Linked DNA regions of Sus scrofa: region 1 is linked to region 2. A link is a contact called in public HiChIP or PLAC-seq data. All regions are on one chromosome and are shown on one strand. Each heading gives the region's core, a stretch centred on a gene start, on an enhancer-like site or on the middle of the called end of the contact. The rest is flanking DNA. Distances are from core to core; before and after follow the strand shown. Region 1 holds the start of FAH (fumarylacetoacetase). Region 2 holds the start of ZFAND6 (AN1-type zinc finger protein 6).

Region 1 (2,853 bases), core at 117-2,616, 80 kb after region 2:
TCATTTTTTTCTCCCTCTCTTCCCCTCCCTTCTTTCTTTTTCTCAGTCTCCCCTTTTATTATTTATTTATTTATTTTGATTTTTAGGGCCACACCTGTGATATATGGAAGTTCCCAGGCTAGGGGTCGAATCAGAGTTACAGCTCCCAGCCTTCACCGCAGCCACAGAGGATCCGAGCCACGTCTGCACCACAGACCAGAACTCATGGCAATGCCTGATCCTTAACCCACGGAGCAAGGTCAGGGATTGAGCCTGAAACCTCATGGTTCCTAGTTTGATTTATTTCCGTTGTGCCACGATGGGAACTCCTCAGTCTCCCCTTTTAATCTTTACACACAAACACCTAGAATTTCTGTATGTCAGGTGCAAGTGCTCCACAGTTAATTTAATTCTCATATCAACTCTGTGAAGTAGGAAGTTTTATCAACCTTATACAGGGAAGAAAGCTGAGCCAGAAAGAGGTTAAGTAACTTGCCCAACATCAAACAACTTGCCAATGTCATTTTAACACTGGTATATGCAATAAACAGGTATTTTATAATCTATCTATATATATATATACATACGCTGTGTGTGTGTGTGTGTGTGTGTGTGTGTATTAGGGCCGTAACTGCGGCATCTGGAAGTTCCCAGGCTAGGGGTGGAATTGGAGGTGCAGTTGCCTGCCTAAGACACAGCCACAGCCAGCTTGGGATCTGAGCCGCATCTGTGACCTACACTGCAGCTCACCTCAACCCTGGATCTTTAACCTGCTGAGCAGAACCAGGGATCAAACCCACATCCTCATGGATACTTGTCAGGTTCCTTACCGCTGAGCCACAACAGGAACTCCCAGGTGAGTGATATTTTTTAGAATATTAATTTTCATTAATTTAAGCCTTCCAAACAGGCATGATCCTTTCACTGATAAAGTCAAAGTGCCATAGCTGACAGATTAGCATGGTTTATGAAAGCAGAAAAGACTGGACTGGACTGGAAGCAATGTTCCAGCTCAGGAGGTAGCATCTGGCGTCAAAGTGTCTGCTGTATCCAGGAAACCAACAAGACTTTTGTTGAGCTGAAAAGCAGGGCACACAACCGAGGGAAAACGAGGCTGAAGTCACCCCCGGCAGAGCCTTAAATGCCAGGTTGGCATCGCTCTCGGTAGGACCGAGGACCCTGCACCAGCAACTGGACCAAGGCCTCCTGGGAGGTGGACTCGGGGAGGAGGGCTCTCAATGAGGAGGTGGGGCTGCTAGCGTATGAGCGAAACTGGAGTGGGAGGGGGAGGAGGGGTTGTCCAGGGGTGGAGTTTGCGGAGAAACAGGCCTCATGGAGGGGCGGGGCTAATGGGGATGGGGCCTCTTGGTGAGCGGGCCTTGTGGAGGGGCGGGGCTCGAGGAGAGGCGGAGCCCTCGGGTAGGGCGGGCCGGGCCCTGCTGGGTCAAGGGGTCAACTCTGGTGGGGCGGGCCTGATGGGGCGGGGTCCTCAGGGGGCGTGACCCGGCCTGACCACCTCGGCGAGTCCCGGCCCGCTGATCGCCCGCAGCCCGCAACCCGCAGCCAGCTTCTCTGCTCGGTGCTCGCCAGCATGTCCTTCGTCCCTGTGGCCGAGGATTCTGACTTCCCTATCCACAACCTGCCCTACGGCGTCTTCTCCACTACAGGCAACGTGAGCTGCCATGCTCGGCTTCCGGGCGCCGGGAGGGAGGGCGTCCCCTTCGCCCAGAACCCCCACTCCTCTTTGTGGCTCCGCCCTGGTCAGATAAAGCAGGACGTTGAGCTGGTCATTTCTATGCTAGAAACTTCTTGCGAAGATCCCCAGTGCTATTTGGGGCCTTGAGAGCTGTGTCTCTCGTTTTCACCCCTGGGGGTGCGTTGGGAGGTAGGGTGGAGGCAGGGGCCTTATTCCTTTTGTGTGTGTGTGCTTTTTTAGGGCTGCACCCCGGGCATATGGAAGTTCCCAGGCTAGGGGTCTAATCGGAGCTGCAGCTGCCGGTCTACACCACAGCCACAGCCACGCAGGATCTGAGCTAAGTCTGCCACCTACATTGAAGCTCACAGCAACGCTGGATCCTTAACCCACTGAGCAAGGCCAGGGGTGAACCCGCATCCTCATGGATACTAGTCAGATTCGTTTTCGCTGTGCCACAACGGGAACTCCCACCTTTTTTCTTTTGCGTAGATCGTGGAGAGTGCTTGGTGGATTCATATTCCTCCTGGCAACCTCTAGATGTGCAAGTTATTGAAACTCTCAGCCTCAGTTTCTACAGGTTTATGTGAGAATTAAATGCAAAATAAGAGAAAACATATGAATCACCTCCTCAGGCAAACAGAGCAAGTTTGATTATTATTACAGAGGAGTTGAACTCACAGTCAACCCCAAAGTCATTTGGCTTTGTTTCCTTCCCCCAGAGACTATACGGCCAGTTGCTCAACTCCCAGGTTAGTCCCTAACCCTAGAACTCAGGAAATACTGATCAACTCAATATTTTTAGTAGCTCAGAGGGGTGAGTGCCTTGGGATCTAATAGTCTAAGAAGTCAAGTTTCTTTGCCTCCAGCTGGTCTTCTTGCAGCTCCCAGGGCTCCCTGGGCTCCCTCACTGTTCAGAAGCCCTTTGAGGCAGAGAAAGGAAATTTCGCTTTAGAGCGTGTAGTCTGCTTGGCAGAAAGAAATCTTTGAAAACTGGGAGTTTATCAACAAACATATAAGAAGCTTCCCAGAGTGGGGAAAGCAGTTTCCCTTGGATTTATTTGTATTTTTGGCTTAGATTTCTGCCCCCAACTTTCAAGGTAAAGTCTTAATTCACTCTGTAAAGCAGAGAAGCCCAGAATCTGCTTCGCCCTGTTGGCTAGATGGAGCTTCTAGCAGGA
Region 2 (3,010 bases), core at 363-2,862:
TCCATTGTTTGTTTTATTTATTTTTTAATTAAATTTGAATGCCTTTTAAAACCACAAACCACATTTTGAATACTTTTATGCCCTAGGCGAGACTCTCCAGTTTACCACTGTCCCCCTCCCTTTGCTTATACTAGACTTAACTTTACAGGTCCTGGCCCCCTGATGCATCTGTTGGTCACCTCACAACACTTCACATTCTATTCTTCAAACCCCACCCTGCATTTTCCAGCCTCTTTTTTTTTTTTTTTTTTCCTTTTTTCTTTTTAGGGCCACACCCACACATATGGAGGTTCCCAGGCTAGGGGTCAAATCGGAGCTATAGCCACTGGCCCACACCACAGCCACAGCAACACGGGATCTGAGCCGCATCTTAGACCTACACCACAGCTCATGGAAACACTGGATTCTTAGCCCATTGAGAGAGGCCAAAGATCCAACCTGCGTCATCATGGATGCTAGTCAAATTTGTTTCCGCTGAGCCACGACAGGAACTCCAATCTTCCAGCCTCTTTAGGAGAGTAGGAAAATGATTCTTTTGGTTCCCAGCAGGTTAGGTTGTAAGCACTCTTCAGTGCCAAAAGCCAATGCCACCTTCTCCTTGAAAACTTCTTTCTGGCCCCATATCTTCTCCTCCATAATTAACTGCTTCTTATCCCAAAGGCCTACTGCAAAATACCTTACTGTGACACAGGTCAAAATCTCTCTCCCCCAGTTGAGATGCCATTAGGGTGAGGATAGTGAGATAATCCCTTCAAATTTAAAGAGGTACTAAAAAGCTAAGTAATCAAGATAACATTTTAAATCTATATGTTAAAGTATAATTCGAATTAATTCCAAAAAATTCATGAACAAAACATCAAATATAAAAATACAAGAGGATCCTCAGGACTCCGTCCGCCTCCTACCTGCTGGCGTCATCCGAAACCCTCAATCACTGTAGGACTGAATGACCTCGAACTATGGTCTTGTACTTCTTGTGCTGCGCGTGAGCCGGAAGGCTGAGAAACTGCTGGGGAGTCATTCTCCTCATCACCCCAAGCCCCCCGCGCAGTAACACGGCCTGTACCACTCTGCTGGGAAGTGGACACGCGCTTTTGAAAAGGCTGGGAACCAGGTGCTTGTGGAGGCGTGTGGGTCCGTGTGTGAGTGTGTGACACAGGTGTGCACGCGCGCTTCGAGTCTTGCTTCTCTTTCCAAGCCATGGTTCAGGGTTGGGCAGGGTACTGCCTTCGTGTATGCACCCAGACCTTAGACTTTGCGCTTGCAAAGATGGGGGGGGGGGCACAAGACTGCACGTGGGGAGAGCTCAGAATTCCTTCTTGCACAACTGGCAGGTGGAGCGAAACTCCGGCGCCTCATTCGGGGACCAGAACATGCCACTCCCTTCGAGGGAGCAGAGGGAACCTGGATCTACAGCGCCCGGTTCATCGAATCTCCACGCGACCCCTCGAACTGTCAGCCCGCGGCTGTGGGAGGGAGAGAGACCTGGGTGGGAGGGGGCTCCCAGGGGGCAGTGGAGGCAGAGAGGGCGGAGGAGCGTCTCCTCTCGTTCCGCCCCGCCTCTTCTCTGGGCTCTGGCCAATCGCCGCGCACTCAGAGCTCTGGCCCCGCCCCTCCCCGCCGGCTCAGGCCTGCGGCTGCTCCCGGGCCGGTAATAATTAGGCTGCGGGAGGGGGTTGCCGCGTCAGCGCCCTGCATCGGCCAATCCTGGAGCTCTCCCCGGCGGTCGCGTCACAGGCCGAACAACCAAACAGAAAAGTTTAATAAACAGCGGACGGAGGGGCTGGCGGCGGCGGCGGGGCCGGAGCGAGCAGGGGTTCGGCGGCCTCACCTGTCCCCATTCACCGGCGGCGACCGGCGGCGGCGGGCAGCGCGTCAGGCGGAGAGGGCCGCCGCCAGGTGAGGAGCGCTGCCCGCGGGGCCCGGGCGCCCCTGCGCCTCCCCTCCCCCCCCGCTCCCTTCCCCCACCGGGCTGAGGCGAGGCCCGCCCCCGGCCCCTCCCGGCGCGGGCGAGCCGGAAGCGGAGGGCGGCCGGCGGGCGCAGCAGGTGGTGGGCCCGCCGCCGGCCGCTGGCTCGCGGGCCAGGGCCAGGCGTTTGCTGAGGGGCGAGGGGCTTCCCGGCCCCGGGGGCAGGGGCCGAGGCGCGGCTGACCCCCTCAGACGAGCGCCCAGCGCTCGCGGTACTGAGCTTCCCGCCGGGGGCGGGGTGGGGGGGGTTGGCGCACCAAGGTCGGGACCCCCACTGTCGGCGGGCCTCGGGAGCCGCGACGCTCGCCGCCGCGACCCCATTCCGGGCATTTTGCGGGTGAGGGTCTTAGGGACCCCGGGCACCGTCGGGAGCGTCCCTGTCACCAGACCCAGTCAAGGTTCCCCCCCTCCCCCCGCACGTCTCCGCGTCTCCGAGCCCGAGTCCTTTTTGGAATGTTTTTCACCTGCTGTGTTTTCAAAAACCAGCGAGGGGGGGGAAAGTCTAGCAAGTCGGGTTACAAGAGGGCTTCCGGGGTTGGTCTCTTTCTCCTCTGCTCCTCTTTGGAGGGCCCAGGACCTCTGCATTTTCTCTCCTCCCAAATAGTATTTTCGAGTTGCCTTCTAGCTACGTAAACAAGTTCAGAAGAACATTGTGTTGGAAATGATTCTAAGTTTATGTTGAAATTTTGTGCAGAGCTACAGGATTAAGATGCTGTGATGATTGATCTTCAAACTAGAAAGTAGTTCAACAGTGTGAAGAAGTTAAGGGCTTAGGGTTACATACAGACCATTTATTTAAAGTTGTTTGGCAGTAAAAAAAAAAAAAAACTGGTTAGTTTCTCATTTTAATCCTCTGAGAAAGAGGTTTAAATTCCCCTTTCAAATGAAGTTCGAAATTTGATTTTTTTAAATGTAAAATACCATACACGTTTAAAGCTAGTTATGTAATAATTATGTTTTAGGACACTTGCCGAGTTACCCATAGTCCAGAGCTTCAGGGGAAAAAGTTCTTTTTCTGCAAAATATGCACACTTAAATTTAC

What was found. HiChIP or PLAC-seq counts read pairs in DNA pulled down with a chosen protein or histone mark.
Region 1: an H3K27ac HiChIP or PLAC-seq map of alveolar macrophages shows a contact between it and region 2. The contact joins the promoter of FAH here to the promoter of ZFAND6 in region 2. A contact is called at or near these places in 2 of 5 promoter capture datasets (fetal liver and liver), 8 of 47 Hi-C or Micro-C datasets (alveolar macrophages, blood, embryonic fibroblasts and 3 more) and 2 of 2 datasets of contacts at active chromatin or transcription factors (alveolar macrophages and skeletal muscle).

Annotation. Positions count from the first base shown.
Region 1 is chr7:49,046,467-49,049,319 of Sscrofa11.1, forward strand. FAH (fumarylacetoacetase) reads left to right here and starts at 1,367. Exons shown (of 14, transcript XM_003356648.4): 1 at 1,367-1,651. The coding sequence starts at 1,571.
Region 2 is chr7:48,965,790-48,968,799 of Sscrofa11.1, forward strand. It overlaps ZFAND6 (AN1-type zinc finger protein 6), which reads left to right and starts at 1,613. Exons shown (of 6, transcript XM_021098857.1): 1 at 1,613-1,899.